2 separate regions of the Pan troglodytes genome follow, and region 2 is linked to region 1. A link is a contact called in public HiChIP or PLAC-seq data. All regions are on one chromosome and are shown on one strand. The core of a region is the stretch at or near the end of the contact, and the rest is flanking DNA. Distances in the headings are between cores, read along the strand shown. Region 1 holds the start of TOP2B (DNA topoisomerase II beta). Region 2 holds the start of NGLY1 (N-glycanase 1).

Region 1 (3,203 bases), core at 230-2,729:
CTAAACTGAGGCTCAGGGACGTTAAATAACAAGGCTATGGATACTTGGTCAGGTTCAGAAAAGTTTGCACCCCAAGTTCAAGTTAAAGAAAGGCTTCACTGTTCTGAAGTCCCTAGTATGGCAAAGTTACATGGCCATCAGAGAGCTAATTTAAAAAACTATGTTTAAATTATTTCCATGTTTCAGAGTTCTCCACCTCTAGACTCAGAATGCAGTTTAAAGATGTGACCTGAGACATTTTTGTTTTCCCTTGAGAGGAAATGCACAGTTGGAAGTTCACAAAAACACCTCTTCAAAAAACAGTAATACTGTTTTCATCTTTATAAAAAGCTTTCATCACAACTCTTTGGTGGCACTTCATGCCTTCAAGTACTCATTTTGGTGATCGTTGGCTCCCTTTTAGTCTGTCTCACAAGCCAGGTTATAAATGGTTTGAAATCAGGGGCCCTGTTTTTATTTTGAACCCATCGCAGAGCCTGGCACAGCGTGGCAGAGTGTGCGCCCAATAAATACTTGAGTGGAATTACACTGAAAAACAGGAAGAAGTAAAGCCATCTTCCATCTGCCAAAGACTGTGATGTTGCTGTATTGGTAATTTTCATTCTTAGAAAGCTTTAATGTGAATGAAATTATTCCTTACTGTGCATTTGAAAATTCCACTGAAAACAGTTTTAAAAATTAAGCATGCCCTCTTAGAGGCAGGAGGCACAGTTCTGGACAGATGAGAAAAGTGACAGTGACATCTCTGCATTGTTCAGAGAAGAAAGGTCAACAAAGAGTAGAAATAGAACACTCAACCCACCCTGCATTCTTTCCCTAGAACATTCTCTGTGTGTCCCTTATCATTTAAGCTTTTCATATGTAGTTTTCTTGAAACTGACCATATGCTCTTTTGGGGTGAGGGGAGGAGACGGAAGAAGGAGACGGAGAAGGTCTGAGATGATTTTTTTCGACAGCAGCGTCCACTTAGGCCCTTGGGGAGGCCGGGACACGGGGCCTCCTTGCACCAGTAGTCTACAACGTCTTGCCTGCGGTTTACAACCGCTCTTTAAAAATAATTTCCCTTTGGGACGGCCCCCGGCTTCTTCCTGCCACCCCCATCCCCACCCCGCCCCCATCCTCATCCTTAGAGGCCCCAGGCAAACGCTTCGGATTCCCGGTTAGGTCTCAGAGTAAACAGCACGCTTGGAGGATTACAATCGACCCGAGGCCAATTCGACCCTTTCCCTTTGCCGCCCTCAATTGACCCTTGAAGCAGCCCCTGCTCTCCCTTCAAATGGAAAACCCACAGACACACACACAAACAAAAACCCCAAGTCTTCCTTTCGGTTGCTACCCGCAATGACGTTTCCCCCCTCGGGTCCCGCCCCTCCAGGGGGCTTGGAATTTTGGGATTGGCCGAGAGGCTGTGGCGACAAGGCCCGGATTGGACAGCATGGCGCTGACTGACAGCGGGGGCGGCCGCCGCGCCCTCCCTTTCTCCCCGGTGTGCAAATGTGTGTGTGCGGTGTTATGCCGGACAAGAGGGAGGTGACCGTGGCGGCGGCGGCGGCGGCTCTGTTTATTGTCCCTCTCGGTGTGTGTGTGTGAGGAAATCGGGGCTGCAGCGAGGCTAAGGCGGCCTTTGAAGCAGCGGCGGCGACCGGGACGACTACTCTGGCGACTCGAGTGGCTGGCCTTCGCGGAGTGTGAGAAGGACAAGGCACCTCTGCGTCCTCGCCACGTCCGAGCGCCTCGGGCTCCCCGGCCGCCCTCGCGGCTCGCACGCCCGGGCTTCAGCCCGGCCCGCAGCGGCGCCCGCGGGCGGGCGAGAAGGCAACGCCGCCGCTCGGCTGCCGCCGGTCGCTCCCTGCTTTCTCCTCAGCCGCCGCGCTAGGCCCGGGCGACGCGGACGCCGCGCCTCGAGTTTGAGGGCAGCCGGCGGCGCGGCCTCCTCAGCGGGCTCGGCTGGACGTCCGCTCCGGGTCTTCGCGATGGGGCGCGGGGGTCGGCGCGGCTAGGAGTGCGGCGAGTGGAGCGGTGGGTGCGGAGCGGCGGGGCCCAGCGGCCCGCAGGGAGGCGGGAGCGGCGGCTGCGGCCTCAGGGCCTGTGAGCTGGAGGCACTCGCCATGGCCAAGTCGGGTGGCTGCGGCGCGGGAGCCGGCGTGGGCGGCGGCAACGGGGCACTGACCTGGGTGGTAAGTGGCTGGTCCCCGGGACGGGCGGCTGCATTGTTCCGGGCCCGCGGCGGGGGCGGAATTCCGAACGGGCGGGGGAGGGGAAAGGGAGGGAAATCCCGTCCCCCGAACGGGCGCTCCATAGGGGCCTGTGCTTGCAGAATCCTCCAGCCCGCTCCCCGCGCCTTTTCTTTCTTTCTTTCTCTGTACGTCTCTGGAAGTCCTGACTGCCAGAGCGTAATGTGTACTTGAAACTTTGGGGAGACAAAACCGCGAACGTAACATATAGCCCCCGCTTCCTCTCTTTTCTTTTTAACCAGACTCTTCCGGGGCAGCCGAACCTGAAATGGTGGGGATGGCGATAATGCAAGCGTGTCTGTGTGTGGGGCAGCATTTTCTCCAAATGTAGTTCAAGAAAACCCTGGGAAAAGGGGTGTGTGTGTGTGTGTGTATTCTAAATGCAGCCCTTTCTGGGGCTTTAATCTCAAAGAAGAATGCATTGGGACTTCTACAGCAACTTGCACTTCAATTTGGAAAGCCTCATTCAATGCGCTCAATTGAGAGCGCATTGGGGATGACTTTCACAGCAGTTAATACTGTAGGTCGTCCCTCTGTCAGGGTGAGATTATTAAAAGAAGTGCTTGTCTACGTCAGCATCGCAGGTGTAACGGGGTGAGGGCTGAATGGATGTCCTGGAGAGGTGACTGAAGTGCTTAGTCCTGAAGTTAAAGGATTTCGACGCTCAGTTCCTGCTGGGAAGTAGAAGTAACTGCAGCGGAAGGAGGAAGGGAGACTGGATTCCCACGACAGATCGATAATTCGCCGGCATTTCACTTGCTCAGCGTAGAGTTCAGACCAGGGTCATTTCCTATACAGAAAACCTAGGTATTTCGGAGAAAAGTAAAAAGTGTTACATTTTTCTGGACGTTTGACGGTCTGTTCCCCCGTCCCTGTTTTAAATACCTCAAGGGAGCTTTCATATAGGCATTTTTGTTACTTAGTTCATTTTCTCTTTGTTTGGGTGAGGTTTGGGTGAGTTGAATAGCA
Region 2 (3,203 bases), core at 477-2,976, 120 kb before region 1:
TTTATCTTGATGAGGCCTCATTCTTAGTAATGATATGGTAGAGAAAATGCTGTGTGTCATTTCTGGGCTCATGTGGTTAAAAGTAGGTGTGACTTTTTTTTTTTTTTTTGTCCAAGCAGGCTGCCTGGATTTGTAAATAAAATTTCACTAGAACATAACCATGCCCATTTATTTTCAAGTATTGTCTGTGGAGCAACAACTGCAGAGGCAGAGTTAAATAGTTGAGACAGACCTTATGGCTCACAAAGCCTAAAACACTATGTGGCCCTTTACAGAAAATGTTTCTTGACCCTTGTTCTAAGGGATGGAAGGAGACTGGGTCCACTGACATTATGACACCTGCATTATTAAAGTGTTATATGAGCCAGAAAGAAATTACTCTTGTGTTAAGCCCCTGAAAATTTTAGTTACAGACGCTAGTAACATACTACTATCTGTTGAACACACCATACTTGGAAGGTGGTCCAAAGATCTACATATTTATTAAAAGCGTACGTATATTTGGGAGACGAATAGTCATTGAAGTGGATGTCATAGCTTAGGGTCTTGTTCGGAGATTCTGGAAGAAAATTTCAAGTCTTAAAAGCAAACAGATGAAACATCAAGAAATTTAAAAGAGGTTATTCAGGCAAATCACTTATCTTAAGAAATAAAGTCAAGAAAAATACTTGGTGAGGTTGAAAAGGAATTTCTGCAAAGAAGGAAGCCACTGGTAAAGTACACTTTCAAGGACATGGTGGGGAAGAGACTGGATTAAAGTAGTAAGGGATGCATCTTCTAAGAGGAATAAAAGACCTTGATCACATGATCTACCTAAAAAACAAGTCACAAAATATTACTTACCCTTACTGTGTGGGATGCAAATTTTTATTCTCTTCCCTTCCCGCCCCCGACATTCTATAATATTGCGTAATTATTATGCATGTGTTTTACGCTGGTCACCACGCGGTAAACCGAATCCACAATCCATTATTATGTCGCAACCTATGGTTTAAAAATACACTTCTTTACAGAGGAATCATATACTAGTTGAGCTGGAACTTAGATTTTCAGTCATTAGCCAAATTCTGAAAAGAATCCCTATAACAAACCCAGCAGAGTTTATAGCCATGGTTTTGTTTTTGACGTTTGTTGCTCCTTCCTTCTGTAGTCTTTCATCCACATCTATGTAGAACGTCCTGACAATCTGCGAAGAGAAGGCTCTAAGGTGGTTTTATTTGTGGGGAAAGGAGGGAGGTACATGCGGTTTCTCTACCTTAATAGCTGGATCAATAAGGCTGGCCCCGGGGCGCAGAGGGATCCGGGTTTCTGAGAGGCACGTGCCAGCACCATTCGCCCGATACCTCTAGACCAAAGCCGGCCTCCCCTCCAGCCGAGCTCCTCCGTCCTAAAGGACTCGACATCCTCCTCCTCCAGGCCCACACCCCTCAGCTCCGGCGCCCAGGCCCCGCCTCTCCCTGCGGAACCCCTTCCCAACCTGTACGACCAGGCCCCAACTCTGGGTCGAAGCACCTCGCCCCTGCCGGCCAAGGCCCCCCACCTTCTTCCGAACAGCCCCTTGCCCCTCGCGAAGGAGCAGCCGTAGTTCCCAGCCGAGCTCCCCAGCTCCTGGCCCCGCTCCCCGACCCCGCCCCTGCCGGCCGAGGACCCCGCCCCTGCCGGCCGAGGACCCCGCCCCTGCCGGCCGAGGACCCCGCCCCTGCCGGCCGAGGACCCCGCCCCTGCCGGCCGAGGACCCCGCCCCTGCCGGCCGAGGACCCCGCCCCTGCCGGCCGAGGACCCCGCCCCTCCCGGTGGCTGCGGTTGCTGCGGCGCGCTGAGGCGCCTGCTCAGTGTGGGACGCGGAGCGCGAGGGGCGGCGGCGGCGGCCGCTGGCGCTCAAGCATGGCGGCGGCAGCATTGGGCAGCTCCTCAGGCTCGGCGTCCCCGGCCGTGGCTGAGCTCTGCCAGAACACCCCGGAGACCTTTTTGGAGGCCTCCAAGCTGCTGCTCACCTATGCTGACAACATCCTCAGGTGCAGGGCAACGGGGTCGGACGGCGGGTACCGGGGTGGGTGGGCCGCGGCGCCTTGTTCGGCCAGGGACTGGGTGTCCGGCCTGAGCTTCAGAGGGCAGCGACGCCCGGACAGACCGGGACCTGGAGCTGGTTCTGCTCCTAACGTCCGAGCCCGCCGGCCAGGGGCCTCGGGACCCGGCCAAGTCCCACCCCCGCTCGAGAAAAGGAAGTTTCTTTGCAGTAGTGACTTGGCACCTGCAGTCAGGGTGCTGCGGGTGAACTGGAGTCCCGGAAGCGGGGCCGGGCGGAGGAGAGGTAGGAAGGCGTGCTTCAGACATTGCCGCTCTTCTCGTCGTTTAGCGGCCTCAGATATCAGGACACAACGGTAACCGCACCGCGCGTGTCATTCCCCCTGCGTGCATTTTTCGAGCGGAGTGGCTTACATTTCCACATACTTATCAGAAGTTACTCACTGACAAAGTGATGTTTTCTTCCCATGTTGAGACTATCCGAGTACTAAAGCATAATGCTTCTGAAGTGGTGGGTTTTAAAATTTTTAATCTTTTTTCTGCCCACTTTTGTTGATTGAAACATTATAGTATTTTGAAGTTACAGTTTTTATATTAATACCTGGATTCTACTATGTAACATAACCCTTTAAGAATTCGTGGAGGTAATCGCCTTGGATGAGAGTAATTCTCCTGTCAGCAAAATTGCACTTCTAGAGGTCTAAGGGACCTTGTAGATTTTGGGAATTGGGAGGCAAGTTTGATTATTCATTTTGAATAAGTACCCACCTCAAGTCTTCAGATCAAATGATCTGAAGGGACATGGTGTGGGGGGGGGTAGGGAAATGGAACTGAAGTTAAAGGAGCGCCACTTGCTTTAGTGGTGTTACCTCATTTATCAGGTCACCGTGATTAATTAGGTTCTCTGTTCCCCTCAGCCCCTGGTGCATTAAGTGTTTGGTATATTGTCATGAAGTCTAAAAGGAAATTCTCAGTTTCAAGGTTATAGGTTTCATGTGACCCAATTTTAGACATTAGTTACATGTGCAGTTTTTAAAATCCATGTCAGTAATATTTCATTTAGGCAATGGTAATGATTTTTAAAGTAAATTGAAGGGAAAATATATTGAGCCCTTATTTTGTGGTAGATGCTGTGAAGGATGCAACATGTGGCCTGTTCACAGCTACATAATTGTGAC

Evidence for each region. HiChIP or PLAC-seq counts read pairs in DNA pulled down with a chosen protein or histone mark.
Region 2: a contact with region 1 is called in an H3K4me3 HiChIP or PLAC-seq map of stem cell-derived excitatory neurons, with 2.6 times the contacts expected there. The contact joins the promoter of NGLY1 here to the promoter of TOP2B in region 1. A contact is called at or near these places in 1 of 7 Hi-C or Micro-C datasets (stem cell-derived neural progenitor cells) and 1 of 1 datasets of contacts at active chromatin or transcription factors (stem cell-derived excitatory neurons).

Annotation. Positions count from the first base shown.
Region 1 is chr2:29,648,831-29,652,033 of NHGRI_mPanTro3-v2.0_pri, reverse strand. TOP2B (DNA topoisomerase II beta) reads left to right here and starts at 1,479. Exons shown (of 36, transcript XM_016940585.4): 1 at 1,479-2,177. The coding sequence starts at 2,109.
Region 2 is chr2:29,766,370-29,769,572 of NHGRI_mPanTro3-v2.0_pri, reverse strand. NGLY1 (N-glycanase 1) reads left to right here and starts at 1,726. Exons shown (of 12, transcript XM_003309673.5): 1 at 1,726-2,015. The coding sequence starts at 1,885. It overlaps OXSM (3-oxoacyl-ACP synthase, mitochondrial), which reads right to left and starts at 1,618. Exons shown (of 3, transcript XM_009445036.5): 1 at 1,256-1,618.